2 separate regions of the Mus musculus genome follow, and region 2 is linked to region 1. A link is a contact called in public HiChIP or PLAC-seq data. All regions are on one chromosome and are shown on one strand. The core of a region is the stretch at or near the end of the contact, and the rest is flanking DNA. Distances in the headings are between cores, read along the strand shown. Region 1 overlaps Armc9 (armadillo repeat containing 9). Region 2 overlaps Armc9 (armadillo repeat containing 9).

Region 1 (4,473 bases), core at 813-3,312:
AGACCTAGTTGTATTTGTTTTTAGTAAACAAATATGCTTCCCAGCTTTGAGTAGAGCCCAGGGAAACAGTCCTGTGACAATTGGCTTCCCCAGAGGCAGACTGAGAGGGGACTGAGGGGTGCACAGGAAGGGGCAGAGGTTCCCACACTGTGCCCCCCACCCCCACCCGTCTGCAGGATCCCAAGCTGCGGGGTCAGTAAGCCCAAGCCCATGATGACCAGGGCCCGGAAGCTGGCATGCAGGAGTCTGGGGTTGCGCCTGTCTTGCCTGTGCACCCCAGGAAAGTCCTTGGAGACTCCAGGGCAGGTGTGTACTGGGCTCTGTCTTCTCCCCAGCAGTTATGGATCACAAGCCAAGAGAGTGGTCACCAGCTGGACATCAGAAGTCTCGCTTGGTTCCCACAGCAGCCCTCGGTTGGCCAAGGGAGATGACCCAGGACCCAAGCAGTGGACACATCACCAGGTAGGATGTCATGAGCCTGGTATTCCTTTTAGACATCAGGCCCCCAGGATCAACCCCCACAGGCTGGATATACGGTACCTTTTTTTTTTTTTTCCTTCAAATGTTTTTAGAGACGGGATTTCTTTGTGTAGCTCTGGATATCCCAGCACTTACTCTGTAGACCAGGCTGGCCTCAAACTTACAGAGATCTGCCTGCCTGTGCCTCCCAAGTGCTGATACGTGGAATCTTAGAATTGAGGGCTCGTGTATGTTAACAGAAGTGAAAGAGGCTCCTCTGGGGTCTGACACAAGGTAAATATGCCCAGTGGGAATATCTGATGACCCGTCAATGTGTCAGAGATCAGGGACAGTCAGGACCTCCTATCTGAGAGCCAGCATTGTCAACCCAGAAAAAGATGTTCATGCTGTTGGTTTTGGTTTTGGTCTGGGTTTGGTTTGGATTTGAGTTTGGCTTGGTTTGGTTAGATTTGATTTTTTAAACAGGCTCTAACTGTGTACCCTTGGCCAGCCTGACCATGACTCATGCCCACAGAGCTCTACCTGCCGCTGAGGACATGGTTTTAAGAATTGCTAAGACGCCAAACCTAATGGTGAACACCTATAATTGGAGCCCACAGGAAGCTGAGGCAGGAGGATCAGGAGTTTGATGCCAACCTGGGCCACATAAAAAGATGTGGTCAGGATAAAGGAAAGGGGAGGGGAAGGAGGGAGAGAGGAAAAAAGGGAGGGAGGGAGAAAGGAAGGAAAGGAAAGTCGCTGGGAGTGTTTCGGGGTGCAGCAGGCTCTTACAGGTGAGATAGATTGGAGAGAGATCAAAAATGACGTTAGCAAACGGTTCAGAAATAAGGTCAGAGGCCACAGACAGAAGCTGGACCCTGGAGTAAAACCAAAGAAGTTGTTTCGTTCCTCTATTGCTGCTGCCTTTCACAACCTCAAAGCACCCCTCTGAAGGCCTTGCAAGCCACTTCAGACCTGAGGAAACCTCAGGGATGGATCTACCTTGTCCCTTTCCTGCCCTCCAGACCTCCTGACCACACATAACCTACAGACAGAGCAACTTCAAGAGGGGGCATTCAGTCTCTAGCTCTGAAATAAAGCTAGTGTGTTGGGTGAGCATGGGCTCTCAAACTCCACTGGAGGAATGAGGCTGAGGCCTCATGGGCCGTCCTAATAGACTAGGAGGTGCTGCCATCCACGCCTTCAATGAGCACCCTAGTGTCTGCAGGACCCCCTACCTCCAGTGGCATCTTGGGTAAACAGAAGCGCCTCTCTTGTGGTGTCTGCAGTGCATGGCTCTACCTCTCTGGCCAGTCTGCCATGGCCCTCCTGCCTGCTCTTAGAGGAGCTTGTCCACCAGCTCAGAGCCTCCTTGGCTCTGGGTTTCCTATAGTGAGGGTAGGATCAAAATTAAGGAACATAGGGGGACAGTCCCAGTCTTAGGGGGACAGTCCTTGCTCACGCACTAGGCCAAATTTGCCCTTCCTGTGCTGGGGCCTCTTTCTTCCTGTAAATGCAGAACTCATTTCCGAAGCTTACCACTCAGGACAGCCCTTTCCCCTAAAATAGCCATTCTCACAGTGGCGGGCCTCCACAAGTCTCTCCTGGAAACGCCCTCACTACACCCAGCTGGCCTCTGAGCTTCCGCTGGGCACAGATGCCCCATGGAGTTGCCCTCATTATGCGAGTCACAGAATTCAGCTCTTTCTAGATGTGGGGGGTTCTATACAAGAGAGGATAGGGTGGGAAGAGGGAAGTGAACACTGTCCCTTCTTCCCCTCCCCTCTGACCATTCCAGGAATATTATTTCCCTCCCAACCCCTTCTTTGCTGGCCCGGCCTCTCAGCTCAACCCCCTTGTGGATCTCAACAAAGCACCCTTCCCTCCTACCTAACCACAAAGACAGGTCACACCCCTGACCACAGGCTTAGGGCAGCTACAGTCCTTCTTCCAGTGTCAAGGGGCCAGATGTGCTGTCAGATGGCCACAGCTGACTGCCACCATCCTCAGAGATAGCTCAGATGGGTGGCTGCCACTGTGTCCCCATTCCTGGCTGTCAGAAGGCATTTTTTGGATGAGTACATAGGAGACAGGAAAGCAGGGCTGGCAGAGAGCATTTGTCTCTGTCTTTGGGATAGGGACAGTACCTCACCCCAGAAGGGGGGGGGGTGTCCAGGAAGCCACAGCTCTGGAGACACTGGATGCTGATGCTGCTCCACTGGCCCAAATGGGCTGGGAGCATCTGGACACAGTTGCCACACAGGCTCCTTCCCAGTACTTTCCAAGACCTAGACTTGCTAACATATTGCTTTGGGAGGAGCCAGAAATAAAGTTCAAAGCTTACTGTCCCTTCTTCCACTGTCTCTTCCTCTTCCATAGAAAAACTTTCCTTTTTTCCTAAGGAAAAAAAATTAAACTACATAATTTGCTTGTATATGTGCATAACGTGGGGTTAGGACGTGTGTCAGGCATACTACACGTATGAAAGTCAAAGGACAACTTTGCGGAGTTGGTTCTTGCCTTCTCCTGTTGTGTAGTTTCTGGGAATTGAACTCAGGTCACCAATCTTGAGCAACAAGCATCTTTCCCTGCTGAGGCATCTCACCAGGCCCATCTTCTTTCTACAAGCTCCTTCAAATTCCCAGCCTTAAGTCACTGAAGAAACATTGATGACTTTAAAATATAAAATACATTTATTATACCAGGCTGCAAGTTCAAGGCCAACCTGGGCTACATAGCAAGAACCTGCTCCAAAGTTCAAAAATGGAACCGATAAGATGGGTCCCTGAGTATAGGCACCTGCTGCCCAACCTGAGTTCCATCCCCCAGACCCACATGGTAGGAGTGAATGTCTCCACACACTGGCTTTCACACCTACACACATACACACAAAATAAATGAAATGTTTTAAAAGATAGAGTAAGCATGAGGAATGCACTGGGCAGAGGTATCACCCCAATTAACACCCAGTCCCAACAAAGGGGGCTTGCTTGTTCCTTGGATTGTTTACTGGCTGCTTCCTGGCTGGCTGTACCTAAGAAGATCTCCTTGATTGCCTCTCGCCTTCCCATCACCTTTAGACCTGCCACCACGGGTTGACATGTGAGGAAGTAACAGTAGCTGAGTGGGAGGGGGGATTCTGCAGATGCAGAGTTCAAGACAGGAAATGAGTGTTTTATAAATATAGCTTAAACATCCCTAATCTAAAAGTCGGAAATCCAAAATGCTGCAAAATTTTAAATTTTTGAAAACTGGCTTTATAGTTAAGTGGAACTTGATTCTTTATTTTTATATATATATTTTTTATTTTTGGAAAGGGGTCAGGGCCTTATTCTTGTATGCATGCTTGCCCCTGTGGGCCATGAAGTTAATATCAGCTGGCCTCCTTGCTTGGTTTCTACTTTATATGCTGATTCAGGGTCTCAGTTGAGCCCAGAGCTCTTCCATTCAGGTGGTCTAGCCAGCTGGTTCACTTCAGGGATTTCCATCTCTGTCTCCTGCATACAAAGCTTGGTTGCGGGTGGGTCACCATGACTACCTGGCATTTATGTTTATGTGGCTCCTAGGGATTCAAACTCCAGTCACACTTAAATAATAGGCACTTCCCCTGATAAGCTCCTAGCCCCCTGTTTAGTTTTTTGAGATGGGGCCTTACTGTGTAGCCCTGACTACCTAAGATCTTACTATGTAGCCCAGGCTAGCTTTGATATCGAGAATTCTGATGCTTCAGTCTCCCAAGGGCTGGGATAGAGATGTGCAAAGCACCCACATCTGGTTTATTCTTAAGAAAAAAATTAGAGCTGGGCGTGGCGATGCACGCCTTTAATCCCAGCACTTGGGAGGCAGAGGCAGGCGGATTTCTGAGTTCAAGGCCAGTCTGGTCTACAAAGTGAGTTCCAGGACAGCCAGGGCTATACAGAGAAACCCTGTCTCGAAAAACCAAAAAAAGAAAGAAAGAAAGAAAGAAAGAAAGAAAGAAAGAAAGAAAGAGAGAGAGAGAGAGAGAGAGAGAGA
Region 2 (4,473 bases), core at 775-3,274, 77 kb before region 1:
TGCCCTCTTCTGGTGCATCTGAAGACAGCTACAGAGCTGCAGTGTACTTAGATATAAGAATAAATAAATCTTTAAAAAGAAAAAGTGAGATGTGGCCGGGCCATGGGGGTGCACGTCTTTGATCCAAGCTCTCAGGAGGCAGAGGCAGGTAGATCTCCAAGTTTGAGGCCAACCTGGTCTACAGAGTGACCAGGACAGCCAGGATTACATAAAGATGCCCTGTCTAAGGGGTGGGATGGGGTAGGGAGGGACAAACAAAAAAGAAACGGAGCTCAAATCTGGGATCGGTGGGCTATAAACTTGGCTGAGGGAAGCTGTCAGAACCAGGGTCATTGGCAAGACCACTTCCTCAGTGTCTGTGGGCTTTAGAGGAACTCGTGCAACAGCCTCAGGATGATTGGGTGTCTCTTGATGCCCAGTGTTGGGACATGAGAATGACATATTTTCAGAAACTCCCAAAGGAGAGAGTTCCTCTGTGTCCCTCACTGGCAGGAATTGGTGACACTCAATAGGCGTGTCTCCTTTCTTTCCTCTGCTTAAGTTTTCTCCCCTTGTCCTTTTAAGGTAGTTTCAAACAGCCTCAGCCATAAATAAAACGTCCACACCTAACAGATAGAAATAAACAAAACACACAAGCAAATAGAATTAGTAGGAATCCCCAATACCAGTCCAATCCATTTTCAATTTCTTTCACATTTGGTGTATGTTGTCAGACAAGTGCCTCGTGTAGTTTGATTATTCCTCTGTATTCCTCCTATTTAACTCGGCAGTGCTCGCAGTGACAAAACATGAGGACACACACACCCACCACACAGGTCACGTGAGGCAGGGTGCCTGTCTGTAAAGGAGGTGACAAGCCAGCCTGCGCAGATGAGAGGAAAGGGAATCGTGCGATTTTTTTCTTTAAACACCTGTGGAATGGCATGTTTGGCTTGGTACAAAATGGCATTACCTTGTACTTAAAGAGAAATATTTTACTAGGAAAAAAGAATGTAAAAATCCAAACCGCTTTTCTTCTTCATGGTGTCTAAGGTTTGCTGGCTAGGTGTGGCTAGGGGATCCCAGTGGTTTGCATTGAGTTTGACTAAGAGTCTCAATAGACCAAGGACAGCTGACTGACACAGGCCTAGTGGTGCATTCATTCCAAGTAGTAACTTTAAAATCATATATGCCTTTGGAGGACACTGACCACATTGCAAATGGCTACTTAAGTGCAGTTAGAGGGCTTGGGCTGATGCTCGGCTGTCAGCGTTTAACTCAGTCTGTTTGTTCCTCCCCTACCCTACCCCCCAGGCCTCAACCATGTTGCGAGCCTCCTTGGCACCTGAGTAAGTAATCATTTTTCGGAGTTTTCATTAATTGTGTTCTAAAGTTGTGTTTACTTCTATGTGCATGAGTGTTTTGCCTGTCTGTCTGTCTGTCTGTCTGTACATAACCTGCATGTCTTGTGCCTGCAGAGGCCAGGAGAAGGCATTAGATCCCCTGGAACTGGTGTTACAGATGGTTGGGAGATACCATGTGGGGACTGGGAACCAAACCCAGGTCTCCTGGAAGAGTGGCCAAAGGAGCCATCTCTCCAGTTCCCTCCTTGTATCTCTATGTAAAACTGGAATTCAAAATAGGTTTACTAAACATTTCACTACATGTGAACATGAAAGGAAATACCAATGATTATCAATTGTGCTGAACCAGAATTATCTTTTAACACCGATTCTTGTAGGGTGGCATGAAATAGCAAAAACAAATAAACAAAAAACCCACAAAAAACAAGAACAAAAAACTGTTGGCTTATTCCTGTGGTATTCTCTAGAAATGAATTCTATCTGTCATTCCACTGTCAGCAGACATTGAAGTGTTTTAAGTCCCGTATCTTCTGCTGGCCTACACTGAGACCACATCCTCAGGATAGCTTTGCCTATCCCCAGCTTCCCTGTTGAGATGAGTTAGGCTGTCACCACAGAGGTGTGTAACATGCATACCTCACCAGCTGTGTTGCAGTCGTGAGGAAGTGGGAGCCTGACCATGGTTAATGCTCTGGCTTAAGCACTAGAGTAGGTTCTGGCTAACCTCTAAGCCAGCGAGCATACTCACCAGTCATCAGTGAGATGACTCAAGCAGAGGCAGTCACAACCTGCTTGCCCCCTTCCTGAGTCTCCCATGGTCTTGCCACTTAGTGGCAGTATTGTGTGATTCATAAACACGCTAGCCTGGTTAAAAATCCCACCTCTACAGCCAGCTGTTGAGGTTGGACACTTCCTGTGCCACTGTACCTCCGCTTCTTTATCGTGAAACAAGACGAGTGGAGTAACTACTGCAGGCTTGTTGTGAGGAAGACGATGAGTATGCTGTGGGGACTGTATGTTACACTGCTGGACAGTGGGTGTAAGCACTCAGGGTGTTGGCTAGCATTTTTAGTGACGTAAGGGCAGGGTCACCTGCAGAAAACAAGGGGTGGGTTTGTGGAGGGTGTTAAGAGGACAGGGGAGGAGGCATGACCCAATTCCTTGATCAGTGGACGAATACTGGGCCCCGTGGTAATACTCCTTGTGGGTACTCATCCCTTCCCCCTGGAGGAAGCCCCAGTTGTGGAACAGAGCCAAACGGGGCTTTGCAATTGCAGTATTCCTCTGGAGAACAAGGACTCATTTACACTTTACATTTTTAAAATTAGTACTTTTTTATTGTATGGCCCAGGCTGGCCTAAAATTTACAATTTAGTCCAGGCTAGCCTTGAACTTGTAGTAAGACTCCTGTCTCAGCCTCCAAGTTAGCTGCCATACCCAGCTTGTTATAATAAACATGAGATGTAAAAAGCTGCTTAAGAATTCTCTCTGGAATGCATTTATTTTTGTGTATGTATGTGTTCCAGTTTACCTGTGTATACACCACATGCATGGCTTGCAGAGGCCAGAAGAGGGTATTGGGTCCTGTCAGTATTCTTTGTAATGTGGGTCAATCAAAGAAAGGGGGGTACTACAGAATGTAATTCAGACTCTAAGGCAGCAGGAATGGAACCTTGATCAGCCATGCAAAGATATTTTTATTGTTAAACAAAAGCTGTTGGGGGGGGGTGTAAAACAAGTTCCTCATCCCAGAGTCCCTAATCTAATCTGTTTTTCCTGAAGGAAAACCTCGGGCCTCTGCAACTTTAGTCCCATTGTGTAGTGTTTGCAGTGCGTAACAATAGAAGACCTTCCAGGTGTGCCAGGAGTGTCCCCTGACCAAGGTCATGCAAAGACTGAAAAGCTCCTTCAGAACAATAAGTCCATAGACAACAGAAAACAATCACTGATTTCTACAATGATTTCTTCAAGGTCAAGGCACTTCCAGAAAACTACTGTCACTGATGTCTACCCTAGTCACTGATGTCTACCCTGGAGACAGTGAAAAGCAACTGTTTCCTTCTGAGGTTTACCCTAGAGTGATTCTACTAGCATTCCTATGACAGGGTTCCCAGAAATTGGAGTTACAGATGGTTGTGAGCCACCATATTAGTGCTAGGAATGGAACCTTTATCCTCTGTAAGAGCAGCAAGTACCCTTAACTGCTGAGCCATGTCTCCAGCCCTCCACGAGACTTCCCAGTGTTAATATTTTACACAAGCCCTATGCAGTTAGCAAACTCAAAAAGTCAGCATGGGTTTAGGGAGTTGGACTTACGTGACTGACACAGCCTATAATCACTGTACTTGGGAGGCTGAGGTGGGAGGGTCAGCCTGGGCCACACAGTGAGACTCTGTTTGAACACAGAAACTAAAACAAAACCTAGTATGTAATTTTTTTCTTATTATGTAAGTAATTCATGCTTATTACAGAAAATTTGCATACCACTGAAATCTAAGAAGAATTAAATTTAGCTACATAAAATCCATCCAGCATTACAGGCAGGGCTGATCTGGCTGACACTGGAATTCTGGGAGCTGAGTTGGGTGGCAGTTGGGCCACTTCAGGATCCTTTGGTCTAAGCAGGTGTCCTGACTGATTGATGCTCAGGAGATGTAATGGCATGCCCGCCCTTTGCCCCTTTCTTCTCTTTGAACTTGCTGCGGTGCTGGGTGCTTCGCAGGAAGCTGAAGGATGTCCCGCTACTGCCCTCCCTGGATTATGAGAAGCTGAAGAAGGATTTGATCTGGGGGAGTGACCGCTTGAAAGCCTTCTTGTTGCAGGCTCTGCGCTGGGTAGGTACCTTCCCCTTGAAGTTAAAAACAAAAAGCAGAGAGGCCAAGCCAACACTGCTTTTCTTGATTGGCGACCTGGTAACTTGGCTGGAATCACGTAACCCCTGTACTAAAAATCCCTTCCTGCTACCTGCCAACACCAAGACCTGAGGTCAAAAGCTGCTCACTGGCTCCAGCCAGGTGTGGGAGCACCAGCCTTTTACTCCAGTTTACAGAAGGCAGGGGGAGCTAGAGGTCTGTAAATTCAGGACCAGCCTGCTCTACACAGCAGGAGCTAGACCAGCCAAGGCTACATC

What was found. HiChIP or PLAC-seq counts read pairs in DNA pulled down with a chosen protein or histone mark.
Region 2: a contact with region 1 is called in an H3K27ac HiChIP or PLAC-seq map of the HPC-7 cell line, with 7 times the contacts expected there. The contact joins two enhancer-like sites. A contact is called at or near these places in 1 of 15 datasets of contacts at CTCF or cohesin (embryonic stem cells), 4 of 484 Hi-C or Micro-C datasets (bone marrow-derived macrophages, embryonic stem cells, macrophages and 1 more), 7 of 115 datasets of contacts at active chromatin or transcription factors (the HPC-7 cell line, the SCID.adh cell line, embryonic stem cells and 1 more) and 3 of 9 other capture datasets (adipose tissue, embryonic stem cells and liver).

Annotation. Positions count from the first base shown.
Region 1 is chr1:86,261,704-86,266,176 of GRCm38.p6, forward strand. It overlaps Armc9 (armadillo repeat containing 9), which reads left to right. Exons shown (of 25, transcript NM_030184.2): 23 at 339-462. Among named protein-coding and RNA genes, the nearest start is that of Gm46098, 7.2 kb to the left of the region's middle. Within about 2 kb of position 2,063, at least 84 of the 459 cell types and tissues checked have an H3K27ac peak or open chromatin away from gene starts, as enhancers often do. A contact at or near this core is called in the HPC-7 cell line, where this site is marked.
Region 2 is chr1:86,184,812-86,189,284 of GRCm38.p6, forward strand. It overlaps Armc9 (armadillo repeat containing 9), which reads left to right. Exons shown (of 25, transcript NM_030184.2): 10 at 1,294-1,328; 11 at 4,066-4,177. Among named protein-coding and RNA genes, the nearest start is that of Armc9, 32 kb to the left of the region's middle. Within about 2 kb of position 2,025, at least 42 of the 459 cell types and tissues checked have an H3K27ac peak or open chromatin away from gene starts, as enhancers often do. A contact at or near this core is called in the HPC-7 cell line, where this site is marked.